Regions from separate parts of the Gossypium hirsutum genome. Here region 1 is linked to region 2. The links are chromatin contacts, called in public Hi-C maps. All regions are on one chromosome and are shown on one strand. Each heading gives the region's core, a stretch centred on a gene start, on an enhancer-like site or on the middle of the called end of the contact. The rest is flanking DNA. Distances are from core to core; before and after follow the strand shown.

Region 1 (6,094 bases), core at 1,380-3,879, 260 kb before region 2:
AAATAAAGGTTTTGGTTTTGGCCATGGGCCATAGACCTAGATTTGGTTGTAATTACGATCTTGCCATTATTGTACGAAGAGGGTTGTACCCATACGGATATGTATTCCCATTCAACACGTTTAGTTTTAGCTTCCAGATTTTTACGGTTACGTCTTTATACGCTTTAGTGTTTCAAGTTCAACCATTAGATTAGACAGAATTGTTGAACTAGTCAATTATATTGATATAAAGTTTGCAAGCCCATTAAAAATCTATATTTATATTATTATTTAAAATTTAAACACAACAACCAAAGCTTTATTATTATTATTATTATTAGTTTCAAACCATACCTTTTCTATTTAGATATATAATTTCTAGATACTATGATAGAATTTCTAGATTAAATCACTATGAAAAACTACATAAAAATATAATACAACACAAAGAGTAACATAAACACATCCCCGTTATTAAAATATACACAAAACGAATTTTTAAGGTGTGAAAAATTATATACAAGTTTGCAATACCCTTAAAGCACGAAACTAACACAAACATGAACACAACACGAGAAATAACATGAATCCATGACACTAAAATATATGGAAAAGAAGCGTGAACATAAGATGAGGTAAAAGTTTGATAATAATTAAAACAAAAAACATCATCACAAATAATATTAAATCCATATATCAATGGATCAAAATCTTAAATTTTAGAAATTTTAAGATATTTTGAATACATAAAAAATATTACAACAATATCTCAATGTTACAAGCCAATTTGACTTGGGATTTGCAAATGGTTCACCGTTCACTAAAAGAGATTGTCAGTATTGAAAATTAAAACTATACTCTGTAAATGAAATATTCCATCTTTATCGACTCCATCAATGTCACATACAAAAATTGACATATCCCTTCATTCTTTGCATTGGTTTCTGGTAAAAGCTACAAATAGATCAAGTTCTTGAAACAGTAAGTACCGAGAAGGAACCAACCAACAAGAAGGAATACAAGGAGGGCCAACAGAGACAGGTATGTTGTGCCACCAAACACTAGTCCAATACCGGATACAACAACAAATGGCAAGTGAGATCGCAAAACTGCTATTTTGTTCACCCACCGACCATTGAGGAAGATGAGAACAGCAAGGTTAACTACATTCCACCCACCCGAATGAAAGCCTAACCTGTTCAGGTTGTTTGCTACAAACGAATGGCAGTTGCAAGTGAAAAGGTTGTACGGCCGATGTTGGAACTCTTGAATGCCCTTTTCTAGCGCATCATCCCATGTTAATGCCTCTCTCAGATTGTCATGCTGGTATTCTTGATCTCCTTTCAGTGCTGATGAATGATAAGAAATGCTGCATTCCTAGCAAAAAGCTCCAAAGTTTGCACACATAAATGAGGAAGAATTATTTTTCTTTAGTAGATATGCACTAATTCCCGTCGTGGGCGCTATTCTTACTTATCAATACTCAAAATTTGTACTCTAAAATCTACCAAACCAATGTGCATCCATGAATTAGATTCGGTGACACAAACTATTTCCCGTCATTTACACAAGGCTTAGCTACCAATACTCAAAATGTTTTGCCACAATATCTACCACAGTGCATTCACAAGTTACTAAAAAGCACAGGATATTGCATTTTGCAGGCTTTACAATTCTTTCCTATAAAAGACCCGTGAAAAGTAAAGCACAATAACCCAATCAAATCCAAATTAGCAACAATTGAACTAATAAATCCTCCCTTTGAATTCTTAATCAAGTTGAAAAATGTCATCCCATCCTTTCCCCAGTTACAACTTACTTGGAAGTGAAATTTGAGAACAAGCGGAAATTGATGAAGCCAAAAAAAATAGAGGTGGAAGATGAACGTATATAAATACCTTATCTTTGTTAATTTGGATATAGCGAGCTACTGCCCCGAAAGCGAAATCGTCAATAGAGACACAACTCGGACCCGCAAAGTCTAGAATAACTCCATCTTCTCTGCAAATGCCAATGTGGCCAATGAAAGGAATCAGCCATGAAGTAATAGGAAGAGGCGTCCAAACAATGCAGTATGGGAAACGCTCCCTTCTTGGATCAATTTGCATACCACTTTCCACCATAATCGACCGGTGATCATAATCTACTTGTTCTTCCATTGCCAAATTTTCCTAACTGCAGTCTTTTTTCAGAAAATCCACATCAATTATTCCTACAAGGATTTAAATTTTGTGATAAAAATCTCCATAAACCATCTACTGAATCGAACGAAAGAAAGGAAACGCGCGAAAAATGAGGAACTGGTAAATCATGATTGATTCGAAAATTGAGAATTAAATAAGCGGAAACAGATGTAAAAGAGAGACTAAAGCGTACCTTAGTCGGCAGAGAGAAACGCAGATACACCGGAGAGTCGAGGAATCGGCTGCCCCAGCGATGGGTCAAAGAGGGATTTGGTTTCTCGGAAATTCCTGCAAAACAATTTCATATGTTATCAAGTAATGATTGATTCCGCCAAAACATACCTAAAATATATATATAAATCGGTTACTATATTTTAAAATGTTGAACTAAATCTTAAAATATTTTAATTAAAATTTAAAATTATTAATATTATATCCATGAAGTGATTAAATTGTAAATACATTTTTTATTTCTTATATGAATATGGTTGAGAGTTTAATATTCACCTTAAATTATACTTTAATCGTATAATATGCTATAGATCATAATATATATAGCATAAAAAAGGTGAAATAATATATTAAACTTTTAAATAAAGTTAGGTTTTAGGACTAATATTTTATTTCACTCTAAAATAATATTATTTCCTCAATGCGCATGATAGTTTAACGAACGCATTGCAGACACCATTTTTCTCATCAATTTTTTATCTGAAATCTTTCATCCAAGGTTGTTTTGTTTTCTGATTAATTTGTGAGTTATTTTATAGACGGGGTTGTGCCTAGATTTTGAGGATGGTGAATTCGAGCATACGGGAGGGTTAAATCATGAATGAATTTGCTTTTCCTACTTTCAAATCAAATGGTGCTGTACATGGAATGAGGGAAGGCCCAATGTCAGCTGCTGAGTGCTGATGCTTGTTGCGAAATTTATTTATAACTTTTTAGAAATTAAAATATAAATTTTATCATTTATTTTATAAATTTTATTATATTAATTTATTATTTTAAAGAAGATTAAACAAACAATATTTAATTTTGGGCTCGAAGTCGCCTGCCTGCCATTAAATTTGGCCCTAAAGATATTGATGATGGAGTTGATGTGAATAGGGAAGCTTCACATCCATCAGTTAATTGACTCAGATTACCATTAATCGAATTAATCGATTATTTTAATTTTTTAATTGTTAATTAAACTAAAATTTTTTAAAAATAACTAATCGAATTAAATTTTTTCGATTAATTCGGTTGGTTAACCGAATTAATTGAAATTTATATGTTTATTTTATATTTTTAGTTAAAACAATTATAAAACATATAAAAAATTAACTGAATTAACCGACCAATTAATTTATACTTCCAAAAAATTAACCGAACTGGCCGACCCTGACCAAATACTTATATATTATAATATTATTTATTAAGTTCGATTAATTCAGTTAACTGAGTGATTTCGAATCAAATTAACCGTTAACCAAACTTCTAAAAAAACTATTAACTGACCATCGATCAAATTAATTCGATTAACCGATCAATTAATCAAATTCAATCGATTAACCGAATTAATTCGATTTTATCCAAAATTTACACCATCGATTCTTTTGTCTGACGTGGAGAAAGATGAGAAGATAAATGTGGAATCCATTATTGATGTGATTGAAGAGGGTTGATCTCAATGGGTTAATGCTTTAGTTGGCCAATTTCTAGGGAAGTCACCCAACTTTAGCTTATTTCCGACAATGACTAACCTACCATAAAACAAGGTTGGAGCTATTGATATTGGTTTCTTGGATTTTTTTTATAAAAATATCCTAAATTTTGATTAATTACGAAAGTGATCCATTTTTTTGATTATACATATAAATGATCTGAAATCTACAGTAAAAATTAGTGGAGTCAAAGAGTTTGGCGCTACCAACATGTCACGTCAACAAACCTAATAAAAAATTATTGTTTTGGTGGAGCCATGTAAAATGACACCACCTGTATAAATATAAAAAATACTAATTCTAAAAAAACGAGGACTTTAAAAAAAAATTGATGGAGCCAAAGAGTTTGGCCCACCACTTTTCAATGTGTCAATGTAATTTTTTTTATTTTAAAACTATAAAAAAATTATTGGTGGAGAAGAAAAAAAGTAAATAATCCTATTTGACAGTACATTACTAGCATCAAGAAATGAAATAATTGCGAATCTCAAGTAACTGGCCAAGCCGCCAAAGTCGATAAAGTGATGATAAATACTGTCAGTAAAATGAGCCCTATAGAAAGTCTATCTATTCCCAATCTCCATTAAAAATAATAAAAAAATTATCCATTTATAATCTTCCACCAACTGGATTAATGGATCATCCAATAGAAAATGATAACAAAATACATAGGTTGTTAGAAGGAGTTGCCAGAGGTTTTTTTAAATGTGTGTTTTTAATTTAAATTTTTTTAAAAATAATATTTTTTTTACAAATAACCTCTTTCTCGTTTTTTCCAGTCAATTCATTCCTCACTTTCTTTTTATTTCTCATTTTTCCCAAATTTTCTTTATTTTTTGGTCATCTATTTCTTGATTTCTGTTAAAAATGTTCCTTATCAATCTTTCTTTAAAAATATCCTTTTGATTTTCTTGATTTCACAATACATAAATGATTTAAATGAAAATTATATTTTACAAAATAGCTATCAATTTACATAATTCAAAAATTATATTTTACATTTAAAACATTCTAAAATTGTTTAACTTAACTTACAATATATAATTTTACAACACGAGCAACTTTCTCAATACTAAAAAAAAAGTTAAACGATTTTGTTCAAAACCGAAAACATTGTATATTACAAACAAAAAATAATTAAACAATTTTGTTCAATACCGACAACATTGTGTCTTACAAATTGAAAAAGAAATCGTTTAACCGCAACAGGAGCGATTTTCTCAATGCTATTATCTTGTAGCTCATATGTTGCCCATATTGATGATATCACCCATGCGGTTCGATTTGGGATTCCTTGAAACCTTCAAACATCTCGTTGACCCAGGGAATTCCAAATAATCCACTTGTTGCCTGCATAACCAATTTGAACTCGTTATCATCCTACCACAGTCAACGAAAAGACTTACATAACCAATTTGAACCCGTTACTGAATAATTACTGGCAACCGAAAATAACCATTAAATTTACCAGTGTTGAAGCTCCACCAGATTATTGTTAAACAAAACATACCTTCAAATTAAAAAATTTACTAAATAAACAAAAACTCAAATACATAAAAAAAAACACTCATCATCTCCCTCCCATTCATCCTCTAACAAAATATAATTAAACAATTTTTTTCCTTCAACTTAGATTAATCTGTCATTGGGGGTTATATATACTAATTTGGTCACGCTAAAGAGAATGACTCCACCAAATAAAGTATTATTTTTTATTTTTAAATTAAAAAATATTTAAAAGAATTAAAAAAAGGGGTACAGAGCCAATAAGAAAACATTTTTATAGTTTTAAAATTTTTAAAAAAAATTACACTGACACTTTGAAAAGTGGTGGCTCCAAACTCTTTGGCTCCACCATTTTTTATTGTAGATTTTAGGTTATTTACGTGTATAATTAGAAAAGTAGGTCATTTTCATAATTAGTCAAACTTTTAGGGTCATTTTTATAAAAAAAGGCAGGTTTCATTAAGTTTAGTTTATACTTAATAAAATTTTGGGTAAATTATATAGATAGTCATCCAACTATCAAAATTTTTTATTTTAGGTTGTCAAAATAAAAAAGTTTACAATTTAACAACTCATGTTATATAGTTCAATCATTTTGCTCACTCTTTTTAAAATTAAAAACGGCAAGCTAACGTGACAGTTAAAAACCAGTATAATAATAAATTTAGTTTTCTACTTTTACTTATTATATCAATTTAGTCATAATTTTCAAAAATT
Region 2 (5,937 bases), core at 2,725-5,224:
ACACATTTTTTTTTGAAAAAAGGAAAGAGTTAGGGTTTGGTAATGGGTATTTGAATTGAAGTTACCGATAATAATATCTAGGAAAGGGCGCTAGGCAGCCCTCTCTGCCTTTTGTTGTTTCCCTCCAGGATGAATTAAAATTTAAAGTTTTGAGTGGGGACTGAGATGGAAAGGGACATTGGGTTTTGGAGGGTCGAAAAGTGGAGCCCGTGAAGGAGCATTCTTTAAGTGGAGGGGACCCCCCCAAGTTAAATGACTTGGAACAACTTACCAGACAGGTGACCCAGTTTTTATCTGCTCATCGAGTCTGGTGAAGATCATGACATGCTGGAATATCCTTGCCTATGATTTTAAGACACTCAAAGCAAAGGTACAAAGACAAAAGCTAATAGGAGGGCTGATGACACTCAAAAGGATTTTAGCAGATTAATTATAAATAAATATTAAAATTCTAAATTCGAAACTTAAGACTTTAAATTTTTATATTAAAGATCTTAAATTCAAAAATTATTAATATTTATTTATAATAGTTGTGATTAATATTTAATTATGTTAAAATAAAATTATTGATATTTATTTATCAATCCTTCATATTTGTGTATCGGACGATCAAATATCATTCCTTATTTATTTATGTACATTCAAGAAACTAGAAATGCTGCAACGGTTAGCACCAGGGCCACTGGGTCTACTTCTTTCGGTTTCCTTGTATATAATATATCATCACCAATTTCACTCAAATTTGTATTTTGAATACATTTAAAGAATTTATATTTAATATACCAATAATAAACATATATTATTATATATCAAGTCACTTGATTAATTTTAAATTTTTTAATGATGTATTAGCATTAAATTATACTGATGTTGGTATGCTTTTTTCTTTTCTTTTTTAACATTAGAAGATTATACCACTATATTTGTTTATACACGTCAATCAAAATTTAAATAATTATAAGTGATTGAGTAAAATGACAATACATATTATATTTTTAAGAGAAGAATGTAGATTTAAATTTTAGATATAATATTATTAAGAGAGACAGTTACAAATCTCAAACATAAATAATAAAATAAACATGGAAAATAATAGCATTTAAAATGTGAAATAAGAAGCCTAGATACTCTATCTATCATTGATAGAACAGGAGTAATAAGTAGTATTAATGATTATTAAAAACTTGAAGATTGAGACTTGAGAAACGAGAATGGCCATTAAAACAGAATATGTGAATAAGCTTTCGGCCATTTTGCTTTTGTATTGGTTTAGGGTTAGTCATCCGCTGAGAAATGTGAGGCTGATGAATGATAAAAAAAATAACACTAAAAGACTACAGGAAGAAGAAGACAAATAGTGAGTCAACGGTGAGATGAGGGTATCGCCTAATTACACTGTATTTTAGCATCGTATTCGTAATATTGGGGTTATTTTCATGCCTTGCCACTCAATACCTAAAAATACTGCATGACAAATGTCGAGCTTAAAATTGTTGCTGAGACTTCTCCACAGCCTGCTTCAGTACAAAAAAATACAAGTAAATACCATATTGATCCAAATGCTAGTCAATATAACTCCAAGCCGCTTTTGTTATTGATTTATGGCGCCTGCAATACCCAAATGATGTTGAAATTATGAAAAGAATTAACAGTATATTCAAATGGGTTTGTATTTTATATACTAGTAATGAATCATGTGCTAACAATTAGTTAATTTTTTTTTTAAAAGTGTAATAGGTATTCTAGAATAGAAGTACAAATGTAAATATATATATATATTCAAGTAATCATTAGTATTAAACTATTACAAATGAATTATTCGAGTAATCATAAAGTATAATCAAATTATTACAGTATAAATGGACTAATAATTAATATAATTCAGACTAAAGCCAATAAACTGAACTAAAACCCACACATGATAACAATATATGATGGAACTTAAAGAACTACACATAGGGGTGACACTACGAGATACCCTCCTAAAATAGAGAAATATTATACTGGTCTCTTTATTTCTGATAAAATAATAAATTTTAATTTAAATTGTAAATATATAAATTAATACAATAATTAAATTATATTTTAACTCTCAACAAAATACATAACTTAATTCTTCATAATTGCACATAAAATTTTTTAAAATTGATTGGTAGATAGAATGCGTAATAAAAAGATATAGAGGTTTGAGTCAGCATATAGTCGCAACTAATTGACAAGCCAGAGGCATAAGAAATTTCTAAAAGTAGAGAGAATTTGATGAGAATCGCCCAAATCTTGAGTGCACTCACATAATTGTTGCGTGGCAATCACGTGAAAGGCTATCTCTCACCACTTCCAACCACTCTTTGTTGTTTCTTTGTAGGAAGAGCAGGGGCAGCTGTAAAGTAAGATAGGGATTAAGAACTTTTGTGCTTTAAAAGCCCCAAGAAGGGAAATTTTGGTTTTTGTAGTTTCAGTCATCAAAATCAGTAGCCCATATCTCATCAAAACCAGTTATACATGATTCCACTCAGACTCTTGTGCATGAATTTTTTCAATTAGATTTTAATTTTGAATATTTCGTAGAGAAACTCAAAGATTTCAACAATCGGAAGCATAATTAAACCATTGTTTAATCATTAAAAATTTCGTGCAATCAGATTTCATTTAATTTCCGTCACTTCACGTTGACTTTGTAGTATCTCTTATCCACATGCCACATGGTAGTTTAGCAATGGTGATTATGCCCACCTCACTTCCCCAATCAAGAGTCAAAGGCTTTTTTTTTGGGGGGGTTTGACTCGGGTGCTTAAGCACGTGCATTGGGCTCCTTACGCTTTGAATTTTGATGGGTGGTCCGATTTTCATTTGGCTAACTAATTAATAATTCAATTGTGGTGATTGGTTGGATGTTGAAATGGGAGCAATTTTTCGTTAAATGGGATTTAAGGATTGCGGATGGTCTCAAGCAATGCGACAATGGGGCTTGCTTTGCCCTTTTCAATGCGGACATGGCTTAACCTAATGGCCTAATTCGTGAAAACTGACATGGTGCTAGGTTGAATAATTAATACAAACCACAACGTATATTACTTTCGAAACTAATACAAACTGGTTTTTATGTGTATAATATCTGGAATAGCAGAAAATTGAGACTATAAATTTAGAAAAAGTGGAACACACAAAAGCATGCAGGGAATTATTTAGAGTTGTTGCATGGGAAATGCAAAAACTAGAGGCAAATGACGTTTGCTATAAAATACGGTAGGAGTTGGATTGGAGGGGGATCAAGTGCATGTTTCTTTACTCCTCTCAACGTGCATGGTCTGGCGTTGCAGAAGGAGAGGGAGCTTTCCCTCCAATTGCTTTTCTTGTTCCACCATGGTTTCCACCGCCACCGTTACCTCCTCCCCAACCCCATCCTTCACCTTGGCCACCCCTACCCCCACCACCTTCTCCATTGCCTCCACCCCATCCGTGACCTTTGTGGTTTCTTTTCTTGTGTGGTTTACCTTCTCCTCCACCATTTCCATTTCCACCTCCACCTCCACCACCACCACCACCACCCCCGCCCCCCCACCACCACAACTACAGTGGCCTCTTCCTTTTCTTTTCTTGTGAGGTTTACCTTTTCCTTTTCCTTTACCATTGCCTCTGCCACCTCCACCTCGACTGCAACTACCACCATTTCCTCCACCACCACCACCACCACCACCACCACCACCACCACCTCCACCTCCACCACCATTTCCTCCTCCTTTCCCAGCATGGCTAAGATTAATATTGGTTTGGACTAAAGTTTCTGCTGAAGAATTTGTGCCTTTGTGTTGTACATCTTCAATAAAACTACGGCTCTCAGTAGAAGTAGAATTGGACCACCCTGGAACCTCATTTTTCCTCTCAAACTCATCCCTTCCAACAACCCCACTCTGGCAGCCGATCAACACCACCGTTACTAGAAACAAAACTCTAACTTCTCTTCTCATTTCCATTTTCTCTATGTCTCAACTTGATAATGCAAGAATATTGTTCTCCCTCCAACCCCTTTTTATACTCTTTTGACTGAATTCCGAAAAGGCTAAACCCCATGAAACAAACTCCAAGCTATCCAACAAAACATCTCCAAAAGGCTGCAAAAAGCGAGGGAAATGAGATGAAAATATCCCTTGCGACGCAATATGTCCCCACCTTCCACTTTCAAGCGGTTAATGCCTATTGCACCATGGAGCCTTGAACCATACACTTCACAGTAAACACTCTACTCTGTTCCCTTCCACTATGCAAACAAAATCTTTATGTTTACTCCTCAAGCAACCATGAATTTCAAGGCCACCCATCCCAAGTAAGCACCAAAAGGAGAGGCTGCTTAACCATTCCAATGCTGAATCTTTTGAAACCCTGTTTAATTGCTTTAGGACATATGATTAAGAGGGCCTCATTCGTTTTCAAATACTACCATGTCTTTTAGCAACATGGGTTCATCGAAGGGTATTTGTCTCAAATAATAATAGTTCTTCATACAACCAAAAGTATAATCTCACACTCCCACATTAAAAGAAATATGAAAAAGAATATTTATCTTTAAAATTACAAATGCTAATTTTCTATTGGAGTATTGGTTTAAGTATCTTTGTCGATCAAGTCCTAAGGTTCAAACATTATATCCTGATTTTTACTAGTTCTTTTAAAGAATTGCTTGACCTTAGAATTTTACCTCCTTTTCACTAAGGCCAAATGCTTCCTTTGCTTTCTAAATATATATATATATTTGAAATAATGAACAAATATTTGTACTAATTTTTCTATAATAGAAATATGATAAATAAAATAAAATAAAATAAATTCTACATTTATATGGACTCAAACTATGGTATTAGATTTAATACTTGAAAAATTGTTGAAAAATAAAATTATTTTACATTTATATGAGTTTGAACTAGGGCTAATTCATTTAAAGATAAAAACCATTATTTTCATCATTTTCAATTTTACAAAGAATTTTTAGTGAAAACAATAAAAAGTTGTTCTAGTTTTCACATATTTTTATTTTTTATTTACAATTATTTTAAAAATTTTCAATCAAACATGTTTTCTTCAATGTTTTTCATTTTTCAAGAAAATGAAAACGAAAACAAAAATAGCTTTTTTTTATTAGATTTTTTATTTTAACATTTAACATTGTGAGCTATTATGGATGCAATCGTGATATCGTCCGACAACCGAGATGGTGGAGGTGAAGACTCTAATGAAGATCGAATCACCAAGAAAGTCCATGTCAAAGAGTTAAAGGATGACACTGATGTGAACATGGTGGTGGATTTGTGCCCAGAAGCTGGAGTCCCTTGGAAGGACAAGCTCTTAGGAAGGACAGAGGTTGTTCCCAGGACGTCTTCGATGAATACAAGTAATTTCAATTATGAGAATTTTGATTCCGTATAGGGAGACATCTTGAAATCCATAGCCAACGAAAATTCGACCATCAGTTTCTCGAATAGAATCCAGAAACTGTTAGTTAAAGATATGGAAACCACCATGGTTGTAAAATTGTTGGGATGTAATATAGGGTATGCAATGTTACACAATTGGATCTCTAATTTCTAGAGGCCTTCTCAACCTTTCCATCTAATGGATGTGGAAAATGGATATTACTTGAATAAGATTATGAAATGGTTTTGACTCAAGGGCCATGAATTTTTTTGGGCTTTACCTTACTGTCCAGCCGTGGACAGTGGACTTTGATCCATCAAAGCCTTTCCCTACTAAGGTTTTGACTTGGATCCGATTTCTTGGAATGCCGGGGTTCCTCTATAAATGACGAGTTTTGGAGGAGATCGAGAGCCTGGTGGGCAAAGTAGCAAGATTGGACATCAAAATGGATAGTGGCACGAGGGGACGTTTTGCAAGGATGACAGTTTATGTTGATTTGGAGAAGTCGCTTGTATCCCAAGTCTTGAA

What was found. A called contact is a pair of places that touch in the nucleus more often than the background predicts.
Region 1: a contact with region 2 is called in a Hi-C map of leaf, with 2.9 times the contacts expected there. The contact joins the promoter of LOC107913034 here to the promoter of LOC107911060 in region 2. A contact is called at or near these places in 3 of 34 Hi-C or Micro-C datasets (all in leaf).

Annotation. Positions count from the first base shown.
Region 1 is chrD11:21,663,573-21,669,666 of Gossypium_hirsutum_v2.1, reverse strand. LOC107913034 (protein RTE1-HOMOLOG) reads right to left here and starts at 2,629. Exons shown (of 3, transcript XM_016841471.2): 1 at 2,356-2,629; 2 at 1,878-2,161; 3 at 819-1,356. The coding sequence starts at 2,138. The coding sequence ends at 934. LOC107913035 (thioredoxin H-type) reads right to left here and starts at 2. Exons shown (of 3, transcript XM_016841472.2): 1 at 1-2.
Region 2 is chrD11:21,400,620-21,406,556 of Gossypium_hirsutum_v2.1, reverse strand. It overlaps LOC107911060 (glycine-rich RNA-binding protein GRP2A), which reads right to left and starts at 3,974. Exons shown (of 2, transcript XM_041104245.1): 1 at 3,713-3,974; 2 at 3,295-3,527. The coding sequence starts at 3,974. The coding sequence ends at 3,295.